Linked DNA regions of Mus musculus: region 2 is linked to region 1. The links are chromatin contacts, called in public Hi-C maps. All regions are on one chromosome and are shown on one strand. Each heading gives the region's core, a stretch centred on a gene start, on an enhancer-like site or on the middle of the called end of the contact. The rest is flanking DNA. Distances are from core to core; before and after follow the strand shown. Region 1 has its middle 26 kb from the start of Gm40925. Region 2 overlaps Gm10790 (predicted gene 10790).

Region 1 (4,747 bases), core at 1,172-3,671:
AGACCATGATCCAAGAGAATTTTCATTCTTTATAAATTATTTGGCTTCAAGTACTTTGTTATAGCAACAACAAAAAAAATAGACTGAGATAGTCAGTGTTATAATGGGATTTAGAAAAAGGGGAATCGCTGTAGGTAAGACATAAAGCTTTTGAGGAAAGACAGCATTTGGATGAAGCTGTAGTTTAAGTCTTAGATACTTGTTTTGATGGAAAAAGAGAATCTTTGGTGTAAAGCCACAAGGCTTCAGGGCACTAGGGAAGAGAGAAAACAAAATTCTCCTCACACTCATAAACATGCAGGGGTGGAGACAAGCTCTGGTCACCTTCCACGCAACCTTGGCTAACTTGCATATTACACGCCTGTGAATCTAACATGGTGACTTGGGAGACGCAATACCCTATACCCACCACTATCAAGCCTACAAAAATCAGAAACAATAAAGCTCACCTCCAGAAAATATAGTAGATTCATTCGCAGAGCAAAATTAGTGTGCAGCTAGCTAACAGACATGCAACCATGTTCCAGGGCAGCAACGAACAAGACTTGGCAATGGTTCAGGTGATAAAGAGAAACCAAAGGGGACTACTACATCTTCCAAGTGTGAGTACAAAGGGGCTTAGCAGGCTGAACACACGCCCCACAGAGCCTCACTTCCAAGTGGACAAAAGTCCCCACCCCAGCACCCACCTCTGTACACAGAAAAGGCTATTATCAGCCTAATTTAAAACACATTGCTTTCATTGAAATCAAACACAATTAGCTGATTATTTTAACCACCCAGCGGAGCCTTTGGTGGGATCCCAAAAACCAAAGAAAAGGCCATGATAACTTCTGGAGGGTTCAAAGAACAGTCAGGCACATTTTATCAGCACAATTGTTTCGGAGGTCGGTGGTTTTCTTGAAGAAATGAAGGGTGGGAATGTCCTCAGAGAGGATCTGTCCACCCTCATCCCTTGACAGGTGGGAACACAACAGCTGCTCTGAGGGGACCCTCCTTAGCTGTTTCAAGTGGGGTCAGTGTCGGGACAAGACTGTAAGAGTCTTGGTTTGAATCCCAGTACTCTTTCAATTAAAATCTCCCAGCAAATTTAATTAGCCTCAGGGTGTATATAAATCGGGTGTTATTCAATGAGCGGTCGGTTCTGGAGTTCGTATGATGTAAAATCTGCTCATTTAAAGCACACAGAATAACGGCTTTGAATACAGAGTTGTGTATTATTCTACCGTGAAAGCCTGTAGCCCTTAGCTGTCAGCTCCCTACACTCTCTCTTGGCCATCTATGCCCTTCTTTGCAGACACATCTATTCAGGAAGCTTGTTCTTTTAGCCCTAGGCAACAGTGAACCTACTTTCTACCTCCGCAGTCTGCCAGTTCTGGGCATTGTATAGAATGACATCATTCTTTATGACTGGATTCCTTCCTTTAGTCAATGTCCAAGGCCTTCCCAGGCTGTAGCATGCATAACCACTTAATTTTCTTGTGTTGTTGGATAGTAGTATATTGAGCGAATATATCGTACTTTTATTAGCCATTTATCAGTTGATGGGTATTGCTTTTAATGTCAGTGTGTGATGAGCAATGCTGCTGTGTACTTTCGTGGGCAGTTTTTGTGTGGGCATGTATTTCCATTTCTCTTGCGTGCATATGTACCTAGCAGCAGAATTGTGTGGTCATGTAGTGACACTGTTTCTAACCTGTTCGGGAATGGCCGCTCAGATTTCTAGAGCCCTGTTAACACTTGGTGTCTTGATGACCCATTTCTTTACTTTCTCAAGAGTGCTTGTTAGTGCCTATACTTTCTATAACAGCCATCTTCAGGAAAGGGAAATGGCATCTTATTATTTCATCTAGCACGTTCTTGGTGGTTAATGGCCACCAATGGACAACTTGTCAAATGTGGGTTGATCATCTGCTTCCCTTTTGGGCTGGATCTAGAGCCTTTGGGGCACTGTGATGGCTCCCCACCTACCTTATATACAAGTCCCTTATGAGAGCCAAGGTTTGGAAAAACTGTCTCTACTTCTGTGGGCGGTCTTTTCTCTTTGGTTCTGAGTTTTTGAGATGAAGTCTCACTGTGTAGCTTAGGCTGGCCTAGAACTCACTATGTAGCTTGTCTATTCGTTTTCTTGCTGGGGTCTTTTAAAGTCCGTATGTTTGAAATCTTGATAACTTTACAGATTTTACATGGTAAATTTATTTTATTTTTTTGTCTTTAAGTCATTGACAAGTGTGTGTTATATATGTGTGTGTGTGTTTGTGTTTGTGTATGTCTATGTGTGTATGTTTACGTCTGTGCATGTGTGTTTGTGTGTGTGTATGATCTAGGAGGAATGGTGAGTTGATCTAAATAACAGAGCTCCAGAAGAGATGAACATGATAAGATAGTATAGCACTGAAGGAGTTAAAACAAACAAGGGTGTGGTCAGAAGGACAGGGAAGGGCTTCTGTACTGTGCAATCTAGGAATTGCCCTGGTCACCTAATACCAGAGAGTCTGTGAAGAGGGAACAATAGCCTGAAGGAACAGCTTGTGACCACTGCAAAGGTTATAATCTATGTAGGCTCTTATGAAGACTAAACAGGACGGCCTTTGCAGTCATTTCCTAATAGAGGGGTGTATGCTTGCTAGTCCTTAACTGGTCACTTTAATCAGACAAATTCTGCAAGACATTTTTGGAGGGGTGTGTGTGTGTGTGTTTGCGTTGTGTGTGTTTATGCATGAGTGTGTAAGCCCATCACACATGTGAGTGAAGCCAGAGTTGTCAGTTATTCCCGTGATAGCATGGAGACAGAGATGTTTTCCTTATGATTTCCTTTGTCTTTTTGCCCCTACCTCCCCCAGCCCCGCCACTTCCCATCCAAACACAGGAATATACTAATCAGGCAACTATGCACTGCTGTTAGTAAAGGGGTCAAATCCATTTGGATGGAATTCCAGGCCCAACATGCTAACAATGGCAGGAAACTGGGTCCTCGAACTGGCTGGAGCTCAGGGCTGTTGAGCGATAGATTGTTGAAAGCGCTGGCCCTGGGGTAGGCTGTTTTGGCTTGCTTTGTGTTTGGAATGCCTCGATTGTTCCAGACACAATGAGGGATCTGTCTGTCCAGGCAGAAAAAAAAAATTATGATCGGAGGAATAAAACTAAACGTGCTGCTCTCTGTTGCAAATGGTTCTTTAGTGGTCCACACACAGCTCTGTAGGGACAGGCAGGATTTTTATTTTAACATTTCAGGTAAACATGATAGTTGACATTCTATCCAACTTCCATATGTACCTGCAATGCCCTGCAGGGGACACTTTCTTCTCTTCTGCTTCCAATTCATGACCCTCGGGACTTCCTGTCTTGCTGATCTTAATAACGAACTTGGAGGTGGAGGTGTCTCTGCAGAAACTATACTACATGCCGGGCGGTGGTGGCACATGCCTTTAATCCTAGCACTTGGCAGATTTCTGAGTTCGATGCCAGCCTGGTCTACAAAGTGAGTTCCAGAACAGCCAGGGCTATACAGAGAAACCCTGTTTTGAAAACAAAACAAAACAAAACAAAACAAAAAACAAACAAACAAACTATAGTACATATGATGCACTGTATGTTGGCTGTCCTAAGACCCTCCCCAGTTACTCACTTTCTGTGGAATTGTAAGTTTTTGATGAGTGGTCTCTTCATATAGATAGTATGGAAGGACTATTTCCTAATTAGGAAAGATAAAACATTTACATCTGGCCTGGCATATTGTTCTGGTAAAAGGCAGATCTTATAGACGAGACTTTGCATTTTATTACCAAGCATTGCACCAAATAGACTTCCTTTCACTGAGGATTCAAGAATTTGGATCCCTTGTTAACACACAAAGCACAGTAAGAAAATTCACCATGGTGTGGGCCTTACCCCATCATCCATTCTTTCTATCATTCACCCATTTAACAAACATGTTTAGAAGGTCTACTTTATGCCAGGCACTGTACTGAGTCAGGGGTAAAAGGCAGCAAAGCTCTGCTATTGAGCTTACAGAATGGAGGGTGAAGACATGCATATGAATAAAAGGGCATGGTTATCTTCATCCCAAAATAGCATCGGGCAGGTGAGAGTGTGGAGAACAGTCCCCAAAATAGTCATAGCTCTTCATTGCCCATCACTTCACAGGCCAGAAACAGCATTCCCTGGCAAGGCAAGGGGTATGGTCTAACTCAGATCCACCAGATCTGCCCAAGAGGAAGTGGGTAAATATTGTTCTTGAAGCATTGGGAGTGCTGAGCACTTGGACAAAATTTGGGATCTGTTTGAAAGATGACACCGGAGACAGCTAGTGGCCTATGTGCCTTAAACTGACCTGCAGGTGATACTGCAGTGGCCACGTGGGGATGGTTACGGGTAAGGGATGGAGACAACTAGGAAGTGCTGAAGGATTCTGGGAAAGCTAACAAAGCACAAGGAGGGCATGAAACAGTTCAAAGAGCTTGAGAGTGAAGGACCAAACCATCCCATGAAACTTATCCATGGGAATCTGAGCCTGGAAGGGAAGCCAGATCAGGGGCAAGCTTGTAGTTTTGTTTCATTATTGTCCGTGTAACTTAATGGCCAGAAAGCTCTGGCTTGGTTAGGTGAACATCCAAGATTTCCTCATGCCAGAAGTGTTATCACAGGCCATAGCACACTCTTCCAGAGTAAACACTGCCCTGAGGCTCTTCACACAGAGGAAAACCCCCCAAGATAATAACCAGTCCTTGTAACAGTCCTGGAAAAG
Region 2 (4,747 bases), core at 870-3,369, 170 kb after region 1:
ATGTTACATGGAAATAATTTTGAAAAGTTGAGGAATAAGCATCTATATTGTACCCAGTCTGACACTGCCATGTTGGAAGAAAGGGCTTGGCTGTAACACCTATGTTCTATCAATGGGGAAGACACTGACTGTCATCTGAGTTCAGCTGGTTCATTAGCTCAGCTATGATGGATGGTTTTTGGGACATTCACACTTCCAAAGACTTCAAATGTAATTATCCAGTTCTTGAGATAATATACTGCCAGGTATTACTAATTAGAAATGAACATGTCCAATGACTCACAGAGGAAACGCACACCTTGAGTGCTGGGTGTCCATACTTAGTATCAAACATTGTGCTTAGTGAAGGAGAGAGGCAAGGGCGGTGGTTAGAGCCAGACCACCAGCTTGGGGGACAAGCTTCTCTACCTCACGACTGTTATGCTTGTAGGGATGGTGTTGCTATTTATTACACTGAGATCTCTCTACATACAGATGACCTAAGATCCAGCTTCTCAACTCCAGAATAGACCCTGCTCAGGCCACCTGTCCCCCTCTCTCTTAGCTGGCTATATGACAGTCATTCAAGTGCCTCTCACTAGGAGCTACTTAATTACATGCATCCCGTGTTTGTTCTGAGGTAAGTTACTCTCCGTGAAGTGCATCAAAGCCTCCAACCCATTTATGCTCATGGGCCTCTAACATCCCTAATGTCATATATGAACACATGTATTTTCATTCATTCATTCATTCATTCATTCATTCATTCATTCATTGATTCATTCATGCATGCATTAAATATGTATTTAACACTCTTCAAAGATACTAACACAGGATATTTATAGTTGGATAATATTCCTTGGATTTTGTTGTTTCTTCTCTCTTAGAACAATTTAAAAGTTTTGAAAACATATCCTGTCATTGAAGTAGGTCTCCTTGTACAGCTCAGGGTGGCTTTAACGTGACAATTCCCTTGCCTCAGCTGGGATCATAGGCATGTGCCACCAGGCTTGCTTGCTTTTGAACAAGCTCAGTTTTATTTAAAAACAAACAAACAAACAAACATACTAGCAAAATCCACAGATGTTAAGAATCATCTTTGCCTTGGTACAGCTGAGTCAGCTCTGACTATAAACCATGACATGTAATGTAAAGCCAGAGGGTAAAAATAAATGGAATTTCAACACACACACAAACACACACACACACACACACACACACACACACACACACACACACACACAGAGCAGAGCAAGTCAACCCAAGGAGGGAACTGGTAGGCATGAGGGAAGCTGCAGATTCCGATTTCTTAGAATACTTTTTGATGAAGAAAATAAAAGAGTAATAAACAAACCCTATTTCTAGAAGCCGGGTTCCAGAGTGATGGCCGTTAGTTGCTAGAAAATTCTTTCCCTCATATTCTTGGGACTGCCTGCATGGGTCCGGTATGTGTGGCTATTCCTGTGTTTAAGGGCACTTAGGGACAACTCGGTTTTCAAGGCAGAGGAAGGAAATCAGAGTGAGGTGAGAGCCAAACTCCCCATTTCGGCAGAATTAACTCAGGTGGTGAGGAGAGGCAGGGTGTGACCACCTCGCTTCTAGAATTAGCAATGTCACATTGGAAGAGACATTTTCTGACTTTTCTCCATCTCAATTTCCTTCCCAGTGGCTTCGTACCTGTTAAATGACTTTGTAAATATTCCTAAATGACAGATTGGTAGTGGGTGTGGTGTAAAAAGGAAAGAGGGAAGAGGCTAACGACCACACATAAAACAAGCAGCCCTTAGAGCCACTGGCCAATTTTTACAGCTGGATTTTTATAAACTCCTTGAAGAGTTGGGCGAGGGACTGGTTTACGATGTTACCATAGCGATACTGCTGGTTTTTGAGAAAATATTGAGATGCTGAAGTGGATGGACTGTGGAGAAACAAGCAGAGTGGATGGGACAAGCAGGAAAGAATTATAGACCCTCACTAAATATTTCACCGGCAGGATGCCTTACTGAACTGTCCCTGGATTTAATTAGCTGTGGAGAGAAGGGGGAAGGGTTAATCCAAGGTCACTGTGGAGGAAAACGAAGCTTGTGACACACGCTGCTATTTTGATATCTGCTGAATGCCACGTTATAGTCAATGAGGATGGTGGCTGAGTCCATCCGGGAAGTAGTAGGTAGCGTAGATTCTTTACATTAGCAGATAGGACAGAGTTCGGCGATGGCGTTTCTGTAGAAATTTCTCTCAGATTCCTTCTGCCAAGCCAGCATTTTCTGGTAAAGTGTTGGAAGTGACTGCCAAGGAAGAAGAATTTGCCAGTTTTCGAGTTGAGAAACAATTTGATTGAACTCAATTAAAAACAATTGTTTTGTTTAATTGTGTTTTTCCGTACTTGAATTTGCCTGTTTACACTAACTCAAGCCCATGGCTGTCTTACTCTCAGTCACACAGGGGGTGACCACACGTCTTCTCAGAAAAAGCTTGCTTGTTTGGAGGAAATAAACTGTGCAGTCCTGTGGGATGAAGGGGGGTGTGGGGCGATGTGCCGGCCATACTGAGCTACACCACCATTCACATATCATTTCAACATATAAGACAACCTCTGCCGTGGGCCAGGACTTTTCCAAGTGCCTTGTTCTCCGTGATCACTAGGACAGAGTTTCCCTGTCACAGAGTCTGAGAACCAGGCTCTATCCTCAGAGCAAATAACCTAGGGGGCACAGAGAATGGTCTAAAGATGATTTGTTAGTCACATCTATAACAAACCCACGGGCTATCTCAGTAATACTGTCATGCACAAGAACTGTCTGGTCTTTAAAATCCCTTATAACTGCCAGGTAGGATCCCTGTGGTATTTCACAACTGGATGCCTTCATATACAACTTTTTATATATTTTTTTGTACCAGTGTAATGGCATCCTCCCCAACCTTCTAGTTTTTTTTTTTTTTTTTTATTAAGAGTAAAAGTTCATACTCATACCCCAAGCTGAGTATTTCATCTGTCTTAAGTGGCCTGTGTGAGGAAATATCTAGTCATCACTATGTAGTAAAGGAGGGGGAGAAGAAAAAGCAACTAATTTTAGTAAAATCAAAGAAGAGTTAACTCACAAGATGGTCCTATATTATGTTAAAATAAAAGGTTTTATGGATGTTGTAGTGGCTAGTTTTGTGTCAACTTGACTCAGCTGGAGTTATTACAGAGAAAGGAGCTTCAGTTGAGGAGATGCCTCCATGATATCCAACTGGAAGGCATTTTCTCAATTAGTGATCAAGGGGGAAAGGCCCCTTGTGGGTGGGGCCATCTCTGGGCTGGTAATCTTGGTTCTATAAGAGAGCAGGCTGAGCAAGCCAGGGGAGGCAAGCCAGCAAGGAACATCCCTCCATGGCCTCTGCATCAGCTGCTGTTTTCTGACCTGCTTGAGTTCCAGTCCTGACTTTCTTTAGTGATGAACAGCAATGTGGAAATGTAAGCTGACAAACCCTTTCGTCCCCAACTTGTTTTTTGGTCATGATGTTTGTTTAGGAATAGAAACCCTGACTAAAACAGATGTGGAAGATGATGTGATGTTTGTCTTTCTGTACTAAGCTTACTGTGCATGACATAACATCCTGGTTCATCAACTGCACAAATTGTAGGATTTCCTTTCTTTTAATACTGCATAGTATTCCATGTGGTGGAGGAGATAGCTTCTCTAGTCATTCATTCACCAGTACACACTTAAGTGGATTATATTATGAATAGCATAGCCATAATATTAGAGATAAGAGACATAAGAAATGATTATTCAATGGATGCAAAGTTATAGTTAAATTGGGAAATAACACATTTTCCAGAATTCTGTTGCACAGTAGGGTGACCATCTTTATAATGTTTTATTGTATATTTCAAAATAGCTAAAGAACTTTGAACATTCTTACTACAAAAAATGAAAAGTGCTTATGCTAACTACCCTTATTTGATCATTACGCAATATGTGTGTGCATCAATGCATGGCAGTATACATAAAAATGTAGATGGCTATTTTTCCAAATAAAAATAAAACATAAAAATAGACAAAGGGAAAACGTGTGAAGCATCAGGAAACAATGTTTTCACATTGGGTGTTGACCATCATTCCAAGCCAAAGTATACTGAGCATTAGTCAAAGAACCCTGTGCTAGGAGACACTGTGTAATTCTAACCACAGTAATACTGCCAGAGGATCTTAAAGGAGTTCCCCTGAGCTGCAGACCTAGAGGGAATGGTTTAAGACGGAGCCTAATGGTGAAGGTTACTATGCTCGCCAGCTGCCTTGGGGTTGGTTGACCTTTGGGCTTAAGAGCCAGAAGCTGATATGGAATGGCAGCAGTTGTGGGAACAAGATACTACAGGATCTTCACCTCACCGCTTCATTCAGCTCACCCTGTTAAAAATCTTACTATTCCATGTATTTCTTAAGTAGGCTTTAACTGGTTGTCCATGGTCCTGGATGGGTTCCTGTATAGGCCAGCAGAATCTGGAGCATATGGACAGGAGCTGATTACTTGTACAAATTCTGTGGATGTTTCCCTGGCCCCACTGGAAATTTCTGTCACCCTGGATGCCACAAAGACAAGAACATGTATGGCTGACATATTTTTTTTTTAATAGTGCTAGAAAGAAGCTGATGGCTTGATCAATAAAATGCTTGCTGTGCAAGCATGAGGAACTGAGTTCAGGTCCTCAATACTTACATATAAAACGCACAGTATGGTGGCCAGCATCTGTAATTCCATCACTACAGAGACAAACAGA

What was found. Hi-C and Micro-C count contacts between places; a contact is called where the count stands out from the background.
Region 2: a contact with region 1 is called in a Hi-C map of uterus, with 1.7 times the contacts expected there. The contact joins two enhancer-like sites. A contact is called at or near these places in 6 of 484 Hi-C or Micro-C datasets (the HL-1 cell line, cardiomyocytes, embryonic stem cells and 3 more), 1 of 115 datasets of contacts at active chromatin or transcription factors (embryonic stem cells) and 1 of 9 other capture datasets (embryonic stem cells).

The regions. Positions count from the first base shown.
Region 1 is chr13:41,700,865-41,705,611 of GRCm38.p6, forward strand. No RefSeq gene overlaps it. Among named protein-coding and RNA genes, the nearest start is that of Gm40925, 26 kb to the left of the region's middle. Within about 2 kb of position 2,422, at least 17 of the 459 cell types and tissues checked have an H3K27ac peak or open chromatin away from gene starts, as enhancers often do. A contact at or near this core is called in uterus, where this site is marked.
Region 2 is chr13:41,870,427-41,875,173 of GRCm38.p6, forward strand. The region is part of intron 1 of Gm10790 (predicted gene 10790); the gene reads left to right. Among named protein-coding and RNA genes, the nearest start is that of Gm10790, 6.9 kb to the left of the region's middle. Within about 2 kb of position 2,120, at least 13 of the 459 cell types and tissues checked have an H3K27ac peak or open chromatin away from gene starts, as enhancers often do. A contact at or near this core is called in uterus, where this site is marked.